Regions from separate parts of the Sus scrofa genome. Here region 2 is linked to region 1. Evidence: chromatin contacts called from public Hi-C data. All regions are on one chromosome and are shown on one strand. Each heading gives the region's core, a stretch centred on a gene start, on an enhancer-like site or on the middle of the called end of the contact. The rest is flanking DNA. Distances are from core to core; before and after follow the strand shown. Region 1 holds the start of INHBA (inhibin beta A subunit). Region 2 overlaps SUGCT (succinate--hydroxymethylglutarate CoA-transferase).

Region 1 (5,584 bases), core at 1,814-4,313:
TTGTCAATAGAGGCAACTTCATGGAGAAGTTTTATGGGAAGACACAGAACTGAGCCTGACAAGAGGGAGAAACTGACGTGCTTGATGTGCGAGTGGTCAAAGTTGAAAGCTGGTCCCTCAGTGAGCGCTCGCTGTTGGGTTGCAGGATTTTTCTAAAGGGTCGTCTAGTCAGTCAGAGGTTTCCCTGGCTCCGTGATCACCCAGGAGTGTCACAGCAGCCGAGAAAGGCTTTCCATTAGATAATGAGTTATGAAATATGTCTCACACTGGAAAAACCAGTCATCTGCTGATGTCATTCTGCTTCCAACCAATCCCAAACAAAGCCCCAGCCCTCCCTGCTTGACTGGTACCAATGTGTGACTGTACAAATAAGTAGTACAGTATAAAAATTCTCAGTGCCAATGCCATGAAGAGGAACTCCGAAGGCACTTGCCACATGATACAAGAGTCTGCTGGTGAAAGAGAGAGGACCGGAAAGGTAATGCTTTTTAATGCTTACTGCTGTGCTCTTTACACGTGCCTAGCCAGAAGGGTGAGCAGGAATTTTTACAACTTATTGGCATTTCCATGCATATTTGATGATCTGTGCCTTTGTAGGTCTTCCAGCGAGTTAAAACAGCTTTTAATAGCAGAGCATGCAAAGCGAGTATGTGTTTCTCCAACCCAGTCAGCACCTCCTTGCGAGTACCTGTGCCAGGAGAAGGCTCATTTTTAAGTTACCTTCACAAACAGAAGATTCGGGGAACGCACACAAACTCAAATACAGGGAGAATCTAAATAGTGATCAGTTGCACTTAGCTCGGTGAAGCTGGATGAGGGCTCTCAACTTGTTTGGAGCCATTCAACTTTTAGTTCTATTTCAGAGTCTCTTGTAAAACTTAATTGGACTACAAAAGCTTTGGGCACTGTCTGTGTGACGCCAAATAGGTAGATTATGTTAAGTAATCTATTTCAAAGATGTTTTATTAAGCAATTATTGACACAGATGCCCCCCCCCTTCCCCATTCTCTTTCGCCATCCCCCACTAAGAAACTAAATTAGACTCTTTAGGGAATGTTGACAAAGTCTTCACAATAATAGCAGAGGAATTGACGTTTCTGGAGGTAAAATCCCAAAGGTGGCTGGTAACAGAGGGATTGCTGCAGTCAGTTGCTTTAGAAAAGGGGGACAGGGTATCCAATTAAGAGAAGCATCCTTACCTGTGCGAGCTGTAATTTTAACTCAGCATCACACTTGTCTCACCCGCATCCCCTTGCCTTCAGAGGGGATGCTTGTAAATAAGGGTATTTATTAACTTTTCCCACCCAAAATGCATTGCTTAACTGTAATGCTCTGAACACACTAGGTGTCAGATATAAGCCGACTGTATCTACAGAAACTGAGAGGGCTTATGTGTGGGAAAGAAACCGAGAGGGAGGGAAAGCTTTAACAGATGGACCTCTTAAAGATACTTCTGCAAGATAAAAGCAATAAGACAGAAAATGAAAAAAAAGGGGGGGAGAGAATTAAAAAAAACTCAGAGAGGCATTGTTTAAACATTCACATTTTTCTTTTTGCTGTGAACACTGAAATCCGTGATGATTTCATCTTGTGCTGTTCCTTGGAGAGAAAAAGAAGCCGTCAGGGGGCCAGTCCATGAGCAGACTGGTCTGGAATGGGGATGGGGGTAGGGGCCAGGCTGAACAAACTACCACATGACAGAGAAAGTCATTTGCCCATATATTTTAGCGATTCTTTCCCCCTAGGACCAGTTATTCAAGTCACGGGAGCGCACTCTTTATATAAAATAATGTGGGAAAGGCCAACTGACTTGTGCGTTTTATCTGTGCAGTCAGTCAGGGCCAGCGGTGGTAAGCTGTCATCTGTGCGTGTGTGTGCAGGGCAGAAGGGGCACGGCTAAGAGAGGGTGCAGAGCTGCACATGACAGGAGCGTGGACCACGCTGCCTGCCAGCCCGCCTGCCTGTGGATCTTCCAATGCCCGGCTGCATTTTTGCATTTGGGGAAAAGTAGAGTCTGTGACATGACCCCAAACAAAAGTTCTCTGATCTCTGATCGCCCGCCAGCGTGGACGGCCCTGAACACTGAACTATGAATGAAGGGCGGGGGAGGGGGGCGGGGGGGGGCGCTCTGCAGGATTCCCTCAGCCCAGGAGGATGGGCTGGCCCCTCTTCCCAAGCCCTCCATCACCTGTCCGCCCCCTCCGGGGACCCTGAACCCCACCTTCCCGCCGGGGGTGTCCGAACCCCTGAGTCGGTGGCTCGGCAGGTGGAGGGGCGCTGGGCCAGGCTGGTTCCGGCGGGTCCTCTCGGTGGATTGATTGAGATAGGGCGTCTGTGTCTGGGCTTTGCTTCCCCCCCCCCCCGCCAAAAAAAAAAAAAAAAAAAAGAGGAAGAAGGTGAAGCAAGGGGACTGGGCAGAGAAAGCAAGGGAGGGAAAGGAGAAGTGGCCCAAAATCAGGAGCGTTTCCTCGCGGAGGGGAAGCAGACCTCGGGCGGCGGGTGGTGTGTGCAGAGAGGTGTGTGCGAGGGAGCCGCGAGCAGCAGGCGAGCAGCCCGTCAGAGCGGGCGGTCCCTCCCCTTCCTAATCTCAGCCTTTACTCGCAGCGCGGCTCCCTCCCTCTCCCATTCACTCACTCACTCGGGGCCAATCGCTCCCTCTCTCCCCCTCTCCCCCCCCCTCCCTCCCCGTCTCTCTTCCCTCCCATCCTCTCTCTGTCTCTGTCTCCCCCCCCCCGTCTCTCCCCCCTCCCTCCCTCCCTCCCTCCCTCTCTCTTACTCTCCTCCCTGACAGCCACAAACCTACAGCCCCGACTGCATCCAGAGAGGGAACCTGCAAACAAACTTCACAGCAAACTTTTTGTTCTTGTTCCAGAGAATTGACTGAAGAGGAGACAGGAAACAAACAAACAAAAACAAACAAACAAACCAACCAAAACACACACACACACACCAAAACCCCAAAAAGGAAAGAGAGAGAGAAAAAAAAAAAAGCAAAAAAAAAAAAAAAAAAAAAAAAAAAAAAAAAAAACCCGTGCGTGAGGGGGAGGAAGAGCGGAGCCTTTTAAAAGGGCCGTCACCACAACTTTGGCTGCCAGGATGCCCTTGCTTTGGCTGAGAGGATTTTTGTTGGCGAGTTGCTGGATTATAGTGAGGAGTTCCCCCACCCCAGGATCCGGGGGGCACAGCGCAGCCCCGGACTGCCCGTCCTGTGCGCTGGCCACCCTCCCAAAGGATGTACCCAACTCTCAGCCGGAGATGGTGGAAGCCGTCAAGAAGCACATTTTAAACATGCTGCACTTGAAGAAGAGACCCGATGTCACCCAGCCGGTACCCAAGGCGGCGCTTCTGAACGCGATCAGAAAGCTTCATGTGGGCAAAGTGGGGGAGAACGGGTACGTGGAGCTGGAGGACGACATCGGGAGGAGGGCGGAAATGAATGAACTCATGGAGCAGACCTCGGAGATCATCACCTTCGCGGAAGCAGGTGGGTGCTGGCCTGGGGGGCGGGGTGGGGGGCACGGGTCTCCGACCGCGCGGGGGGAACCTGCCGCCCTCCAGCTGCACCCGCCCGGGAAGGTCGTGCGTTCGCCGGGCGCGGGAGCGGGCCGGCCGGGGGGCGACCAGGGGCGGACCGGGAGGGAACCTCCCGGAGCCGGGAGCCCAGGCAGAGCCCCGGCCGGCGGCGGCAGGGAGGGGGTCGGCGTACACTTGCTCCGCTCGGCCGGTCGCGCCGAGGAAGCGCTCGGCCGATCCCGGAGCAGGAAGCCGGCGGGAGAGAGGCTCCCTTGCCCTGCCCGGGAGAGCAGAGCAGGGCGGCGAGAGGAAAGCCGGGCAGTTTCGGGGGGCTGGGGGGGGCGGGAGGCTTCCGGACCCCATCCGAAGTTTCTACCCGGGGGCGGGGGAGGGGGCGGCGAGCGCGGGATTGGGGTGGAAGGGCACGGAGGAAGTCCTTGTCGCCCAAGCAGCCCTTTTTCTTTAAAAGTCCAATCAGGGGCCACCTTCCAGAAGCGGGGCATCTGCATTAGTGACAGTCGTGTTTACCTTTGGCAACTCGGCTTCGAAGGAGCACAGGCATCACGTTTTAGGCAGGGACGAGCGAGAGCGACGTGGGGGTGGGGGTGGGGGTGGGGGTGGGGGCACATGACATTGAACCGGCAGGCAGTTGCTTTTTGGAACACTGACTTTTGCTCTCGGAACCAAAAAAAAAAAAAAAAAAAAAAAGGAAAAGAAAGAGTTTTGTTCTCTGTAAAGTTACTAAGAGCTCTCTGCCAAGGAATGCAACCTTGACAAAGTGCTCCAGATACTACACGGAGCTCTCACTCAATCCTTAAGAGGAAGAACTTTAATAAATAGATTCTAATCGTTGGCTCAGGACCACACGAACCTGTTGCTGAAGAAAAAAATACCTGTCAAGCGGGAGGGCTGGAGACCCGGGGCCAGGTCATTTTTACAGTTATGTGACCCGGATCCTTTTGCCTGCCTACAAGCTGGGCAAGTCCAGGCACACAGATGTGTTAATTCCATGTTACTTTCATGGTAATGCCAGGCTACAGAATGGTATCCCTTGCCAAATCCATTTGAAAGGAATGCCATTGTTTTGTTTGGTAGAGCATATGGCCAGTAAAGTGTGTGCCGGGACTCCCAGCATTGCTGTTTAAAAGTTTGCCGCAGCAGTATAAACAATTAAGGCAACACTCAGAATTTCCAATCCTGAAAACCTGTTGACTCAGATGTTATGTGCTCAAGAAAACCGTGCGAGACCTGGGCATCCTCTTGAAGGGAGCAGATAGCCTGCTGGCTTGCTGGCTTCTCCTCCTCGGCAAAGCCCTGATGTCCTAAGGGCGGTTCTAGCTGTCTCACCAGAAGCTTCTTTCCTTTCGAGAAAGGTCTGACTACTTTCTTCCTCTAAACCTTTTTTTTTTTTTTTTTTTTAATGAAGCCCCAAAGGCCCTGATACTTTTGACTTTATCTTTTGAAGCGTATGGAGGGGAAAGGCAGGGTGGAGCTTTCGAGTGGCTACCCAGATTTGCTCAGTCTTTGCCGGGGTCCTGAGCAGCAAGTGGATTCCAGTGGTTGGGGGGCTGTTCCCACTCTTGCCACAAAGGGACCCTGTACAGGTTTTTATACACCAGTTGCCACACAGCACGGCCTTAATTGCAGCTCTTCCTCAACTGGCTTTACCCACATCATATGACTAAGTAGACTTATGCCCCTGGCCCCTTTGAATTCTATCCCTGATACCAGCACTGGGCCCCCGGATCTGACTTTGACTCGGATAGCGAATCACTCGCTCCCTTGGCATTGAGAATTTTGCCATGGAAGAATCTGACCTTTCCCATTCTTTCTCACGTATGGCCTCGTCTCATGCCAGTCTTTCCCTCAGTCTTGTCCTTTTTTTTTTAAACTCCTCTGGTAGGTGTTTGGTTGGAAAGAAATTGAGCTGCTTTTTGAAAAGGTGGATTCATTTGATTCGCACATTGACTAAAGTTGAGGGTCTGTAATGGAAACTCCTCCCGTTTGCGTTTTACACCCAGACTCGGGCTGAGCTGCTGGATCCTCAGCAAAGATTTGATTCTCCTTGCTC
Region 2 (5,584 bases), core at 1,578-4,077, 1.4 Mb after region 1:
CATTTTTAGTTTACTAAATATTATCTTTTCATACTTAAAGATTCTGAGGACAGCTATCTCGGGTTTGTTATCTGAAGAAAAACCTATTTCTTCAATAAACTTTGAGTTTCAAATGTTCAAATAGGACTCTCATGTCTCAATCTGAGCCGAAGCTTCAACCCAAAGAGGACACCCTAAGTGCTAAAACACCAATGCAAGTTATGCTAAAAGATTATGAAACCAGGAGTTGCCGTCGTGGTACAGCAGAAACTAATCCGACTAGGAACCATGAGGACGCAGGTTCAATCCCTGGCCTTGCTCAGTGGGTTAAGGATCCGGTGTTGCCGTGAGCTGTGGTGTAGGTTGCAGACACAGTTCAGATCTGATGTTGCTGTGGCTGTGGGTAGGCCGGCAGCTGTAGCTCCAACCGGACCCCTAGCCTGGGAACCTCCCTATGCCGTGGGTGCAGTCCTAAAAAAGAAAAAAAAAAAGATTATGAAACCAGTTTTGTGGCCTGAGCTTATCGTTCACTTCAAGGTATGTGAGGAAAGGGTGACATAAAAGAAAGAATGTCCTCACAAAGAGCTGTCAGTGTGCTGTGCATTTCGCCTGCCACAGAGAGGGACAAGCTGGTCATCTTTACTTCAAGCCATGTGAGGGACATGCCAAAAAACGGCCTATATTCTGGGAATTTGAAACTACCTAAAGACTTGACATGTGCCTTAAAAAATTACCAAAAGCAAGAGGCTCTGGTCACCCCAGGGAAAGGCAGCAGAACTCACAGATTTGAAAGTAAACTGTACTCCTGGCAAAGGCGAGGAAGAAGAAGGAGGAGTTTTCCCCATGGGCTAAGTGGACAATCAGGGGAACGGAACTAGTTCATTTTAAAAGGAACTCTTTTAACAGATACACACTACATAAAACACACAACCACCAAGGACCTACCGTATAAAGCACAGGGAGCTCTATCTTTTATTAACCTATAATGGAAAAGAATCTGAAAAAGAATTATACATATATTGCAGGTAACAGATATCTACATAACTGAGTTACTTGGCTGCAGCCTTCAACTAACACAACATTGTAACACGACGGACGATGGTATGAGAGAAAGAATGTATGCACTCGTGTGACTGGGTCACTGTGCTGTGCAGCAGACACTGGCACGACACTGTAAATCAACTACACTTTCATTTAAAAAATGATACTTCACTTTAAAAAAAACTCTAAGTGACCCGAACAGGTAGACTCTACATACAGAATTCCACAAAAAGACCAAAGAGTGAGAAGTACAGCCTGAGGTCTCTGAGGAACCTGAAAGCTCCCCAAAGGACAAAGAGCCATCAACTAAGCTTCAGCCACCCAGCAGGTCCCAATGCAGGGCCCAAACACCTCAATCAAGCACCAGCTCTTTGGTACCCATTAACTCACTTCACTCTCTTCCCCAAGAGGGCCTGACTCTGAAGCAATCATAATCAGCAGCTGCAACGGAGAAGAGATGGATCATGGAAAAAGAAACTAGCTCTTCCAACACACACACACACACTCTCTCTCTCTCTCTCTGTCTCTGTCTCTGTCTCTCTCTCTCTCTCTCTGTCTTTGTCTCTGTCTCTGTCTCTCTCCAGGTTTCCAAGAGGTCAGTCTGAGATTCTGATCTCAGATGGGACTGGACTTCTTAATACTTGAGAGAAAACAACCAGAAAAAAAGGTCTGTAGGATGTCCTGGGACTTCACCCATGAGCAAGGAAAATGAGTCAAGAATGCAGGTTTGCAGAGGTAGGGTGGGAAAAAATACAGTTTCTGCTTAGCTCTACTGAGTCCAACTCGTATAACACATCTGTTATACGCGTAAGGGTAAAAAGAAGCATTTAAAGATAAAAAGGTTGTACCCTTGGGGGATGAAATGAAAGCATAAAGTCACTTTCTGGAGTCAGTCCCTGTCTACAGACAAAATACAATCTCAGTCCCTAGCTTTACAGGCTGGTTTTGAAATCCTGTATTTATGACAGTGCTGCGTTTCTCTCCCCTGCAGAGATGGTGTCATTGTTTATTTAAACACTGAGTTTGGTATGAAATGGTAAATACGTTAAACCACACTTTTGCTAAGGATCACTGAGCATAAAGTTGGACAGATGGCCACAACACTAAAACTCGGGAGGGGGGAATATGTCCTGTTAGAAGGGGCTGCAACAGAGACACTCATAATTTAGATCCGTAGTTTCCAATTCTTTCGACTATAAGGATCCCTTTTAATGTCATATCTGCGCGGATTGTTTATTCTCTCTAGAAATGATTCTTAACTAACTAAACTGGACTACTATTTTTAGAAGTTAAAAAAAAAAAAAAAAAAACCCATACCCATTGCTATGTCCTTTAACTCGGTTCTGATTCTTTCTTTACTTTCCTTCCTGCCATCCTTCCCTCCTCCCATCCCTCCCTCCTCCCATCCCTCCCTCCTCCCATCCCTCCCTCCTCCCATCCCTCCCTTCTTCATCCCTCCCTCCTCCCTCCCTCCTCCCATCCCTCCCTCCTCCCATCCCTCTCTCCTCCCTTCCCTCCCTCCTCCCATCCCTCCCTTCCTCCTCCCTCCCTTCTTCATCCCTCCCTCCTCCCATCCTTTTCTTTCTTCTTTTTCTGCCCTTCAAAATGTTTATGGGTCTACAATGCGCAGACGTCTAATCATTTTTTTTTAAAAAAGAAACATGGTCATATGGTGAATATGTAGAGAATGATGAGAATATATGTATATACACACGCATACACACAAAGACTAACTCACTCCGTAAGAATCCAAGTGCAGCAGTGTTTTGTTTTGCATTAGCGTTGCCATGATATAAACGTTGGATGCAGCTGCTAGATGACTTGCCATATCCATTTGGGCTCCTCGTTCTCTGTTATTGACTCTGAAGCACATGGGAGCCTTCAGTAATCTAAAGAAATTTTCTCTTCATAGCTACTCTCTCAAACATGAACCTTCTTTCAAGGTCAATGATGACAATGAAGTTCTTCGACGGGTCAATCAGTACTTGATTCCTACCCCTTTTTAAAGACTTTTCTTTTTCTTTTTTTGGCTACCCCCATGACATACGCAATCGCCCAGGCCAGGGTGGAACCCGTGCCACAGCAGGGACACCATGGGAGCCTTCACCCACTGCAACGCCAGGGAGCTCCTAAAGACTTTTCTTTTCCTTTTCGGCGGCGCTCGGCATGTGGAGTTCGCGGCCGGGGATCAGAGCCCACCTGCAGCTGCGACCCACGCTGGAGCTGCGACAAGGCGGGATCCTGTAAACCCACAGCGCCTGGCCCGGGATGAAACCTTCCTCCGGGTGCTGCAGAGACACCGCATGTCCCATTGCACCACGGCGGGAACTCCGAGACTCTTTTTAACGTGATTTCAACCACATCCCCTACGGCTCAAACCTCTCCCAGCAGGCACGGCACCCGGACCCTTGACGCCGCGCCCTCGCAAGCACTCTGTTCCAGGCACGCCAGCTCCCCCAGGCCTCTTCCTACTTTCGCAGAGGGTGCTCCCTCCGCCCGAGGCCCCGCCCACCCCGCCCCCCCCCCCCCCCGGCTCGGCGCGTGGCCGGCTCCTCAGGACACTTTGGCTCTGCTAAGTGTCCCCTCCCCAGAAAGGCCCTCCCTGACCTTCCCGTTTCCTGACGCATCTGCCCCTCTATTAACCTCCCCACGGTGTTGGTCTTTCCGTAACAGCACAACCTGTCAGGACGTGCCACGCTCCATTTTTCATTTGTTCATGAAACGTCTCTGACACCAGGCTGTAAACTCCTTAAAGGCAGGCCCCGGGTCTGCATTATCCGCCCTGTACACTCAACTCAGCCAGGAATCGACAGAAGCTCAAGAAGTATGTGTCCCGGTGTCGCAGTGGCGGGGGCGGGGGGGGGGGCAAGGAAGAGAAGGAGAGAGGACATCACGTGGGCATTTCCGACTCTTCCGCTGCTGCCCGTCCAAACAGAAAAGGGTGCCCTGAACACTAACACATAGGCGCACCTGCCGTGGGATCATCGGGCGGAGAGAGCCGAGTCCTGTGTGTCTCTCTTCCTGTCCCTGAGCCTCCCTGCTCACTCCCCAGGGGCAGTCATTCTCTGGAGTTCAGTATTGTCTCATTACCATGCACATGTTTATATTTTAATCACATTATCAGTGAAATACCAAAAATATATAATATTCATACGATTTTAACTGTATATGAATCATGTCATTCTCTCTATTCCCTTTTTTTTTTTTTTTTTTTTTGGCCTTTTTAGGGCTGCACACTCAGCATATGGAGGTTCCCAGGCTAGGGGTCGAATTGGAGCTACAGCTGCCGGCCTACACCACAGCCACAGCAACACCAGATCCGAGCTGCATCTGTGATCTACACCACAGCTCAGGGCAACACTGGATCCTTAACCCACTAAGCAAGGCCAGGGATCGAACCCGTGTCCTCAGGGATACTAGTCGGATTCGTTACTGCTGCACCACCACAGGAACTCCTCTGTATATCATCTTTTGCAATTTTTTTCACTAAAAATTGTATTTGTAAAATTCATCTACGTTGATCGCACCTAGAAGGGAACCTGGGGCCGCAGGACAGACTCATGTACAGTCTCGAAAGGGCCGGCCAAACAGCCTTCCAATAGGAAATCAATTTACAGTCCTCCCCCAGCGTTCAAGGCTTGCCTGGCTACATCCACACCTGGTATGGTTTGACTTTGAATGGCTGTCAATCTCTTAGTCATGAAATAAAACATTATTTTTGTCTCAATTTGTATTTGTCTAAAGTACACCGAGACTGAGTAACTTTTTGCTGGCCATTCAGGGTTCCTTTTCTAGAGCCTGGTCGTTTGTCTATTGAATTCTCTTTTCCTATTTGATTTGAAGGAATTTTTTAAATATATTCTAGTTATCAATCCTTTGTGTTATCTTCCAAGTGTCTGTGACTTGTCTTCTTGTTTTTTTGTGTGTGGTAGCTTTTGCACAAAAGGTTTTGATTTTAATCAGCGTCAAGTTTATCAATCTTTTCCTTTGTAGTTCATGTGTTCTCTATTAAATTCTTCCCTGATCTAAGGCCATAAAAATATTTTCTCATATTGTTCTCTAAAAGTTTTAAAGTTTTGCTTTTTATGAGTTCCCTGGTGGCCTAGCAGTTAAGGATGTGACATTGTCACTGCTGTGGCTCAGGTCACTTCTGTTATGTGGGTTTGATCCCTGACCCAAGGAACTTTTGCAAGCTGCAGGTGTGGCCAAAAAGAAAGTTTCATGTTTTATATTTAGGGCTTAATTCCACTTGGAAAATTATTTTAGTGTACAGAATAAACTTGAAAATCAATTGTATCTTTCTCTGTAAAAACAACCAATTGTTCTACCATTGATTACTTCATATTCTATCCTTTAATGATCTATATTTTAAGCCCTGAAAAAAACATGTTTCCGTATATGTACCAGTATGTTTCTAAGCTCTCTGTTCTGTTCCACTGATCCATGTCTTTATCTATGGGCCAATATCACACTGTCTTATTATTAGGGCTGCATAATAAGGCTTTATATCTAACAGGGCAAATCTACCTGCTGTGTTCGTCCTTCACACTGTCTTGGCTATTCT

What was found. A called contact is a pair of places that touch in the nucleus more often than the background predicts.
Region 2: a Hi-C map of fetal skeletal muscle shows a contact between it and region 1, with 2.7 times the contacts expected there. The contact joins the enhancer-like site here to the promoter of INHBA in region 1. A contact is called at or near these places in 3 of 5 promoter capture datasets (fetal liver, fetal skeletal muscle and liver) and 12 of 47 Hi-C or Micro-C datasets (embryonic fibroblasts, fetal heart ventricle, fetal skeletal muscle and 8 more).

What each region holds. Positions count from the first base shown.
Region 1 is chr18:52,886,621-52,892,204 of Sscrofa11.1, forward strand. It overlaps INHBA (inhibin beta A subunit), which reads left to right and starts at 3,064. Exons shown (of 6, transcript NM_214028.1-2): 1 at 3,064-3,484. The coding sequence starts at 3,097.
Region 2 is chr18:54,247,709-54,253,292 of Sscrofa11.1, forward strand. All of the region lies in intron 6 of SUGCT (succinate--hydroxymethylglutarate CoA-transferase), which reads right to left. Among named protein-coding and RNA genes, the nearest start is that of SUGCT, 33 kb to the right of the region's middle. Within about 2 kb of position 2,828, at least 7 of the 83 cell types and tissues checked have an H3K27ac peak or open chromatin away from gene starts, as enhancers often do. A contact at or near this core is called in fetal skeletal muscle, where this site is marked.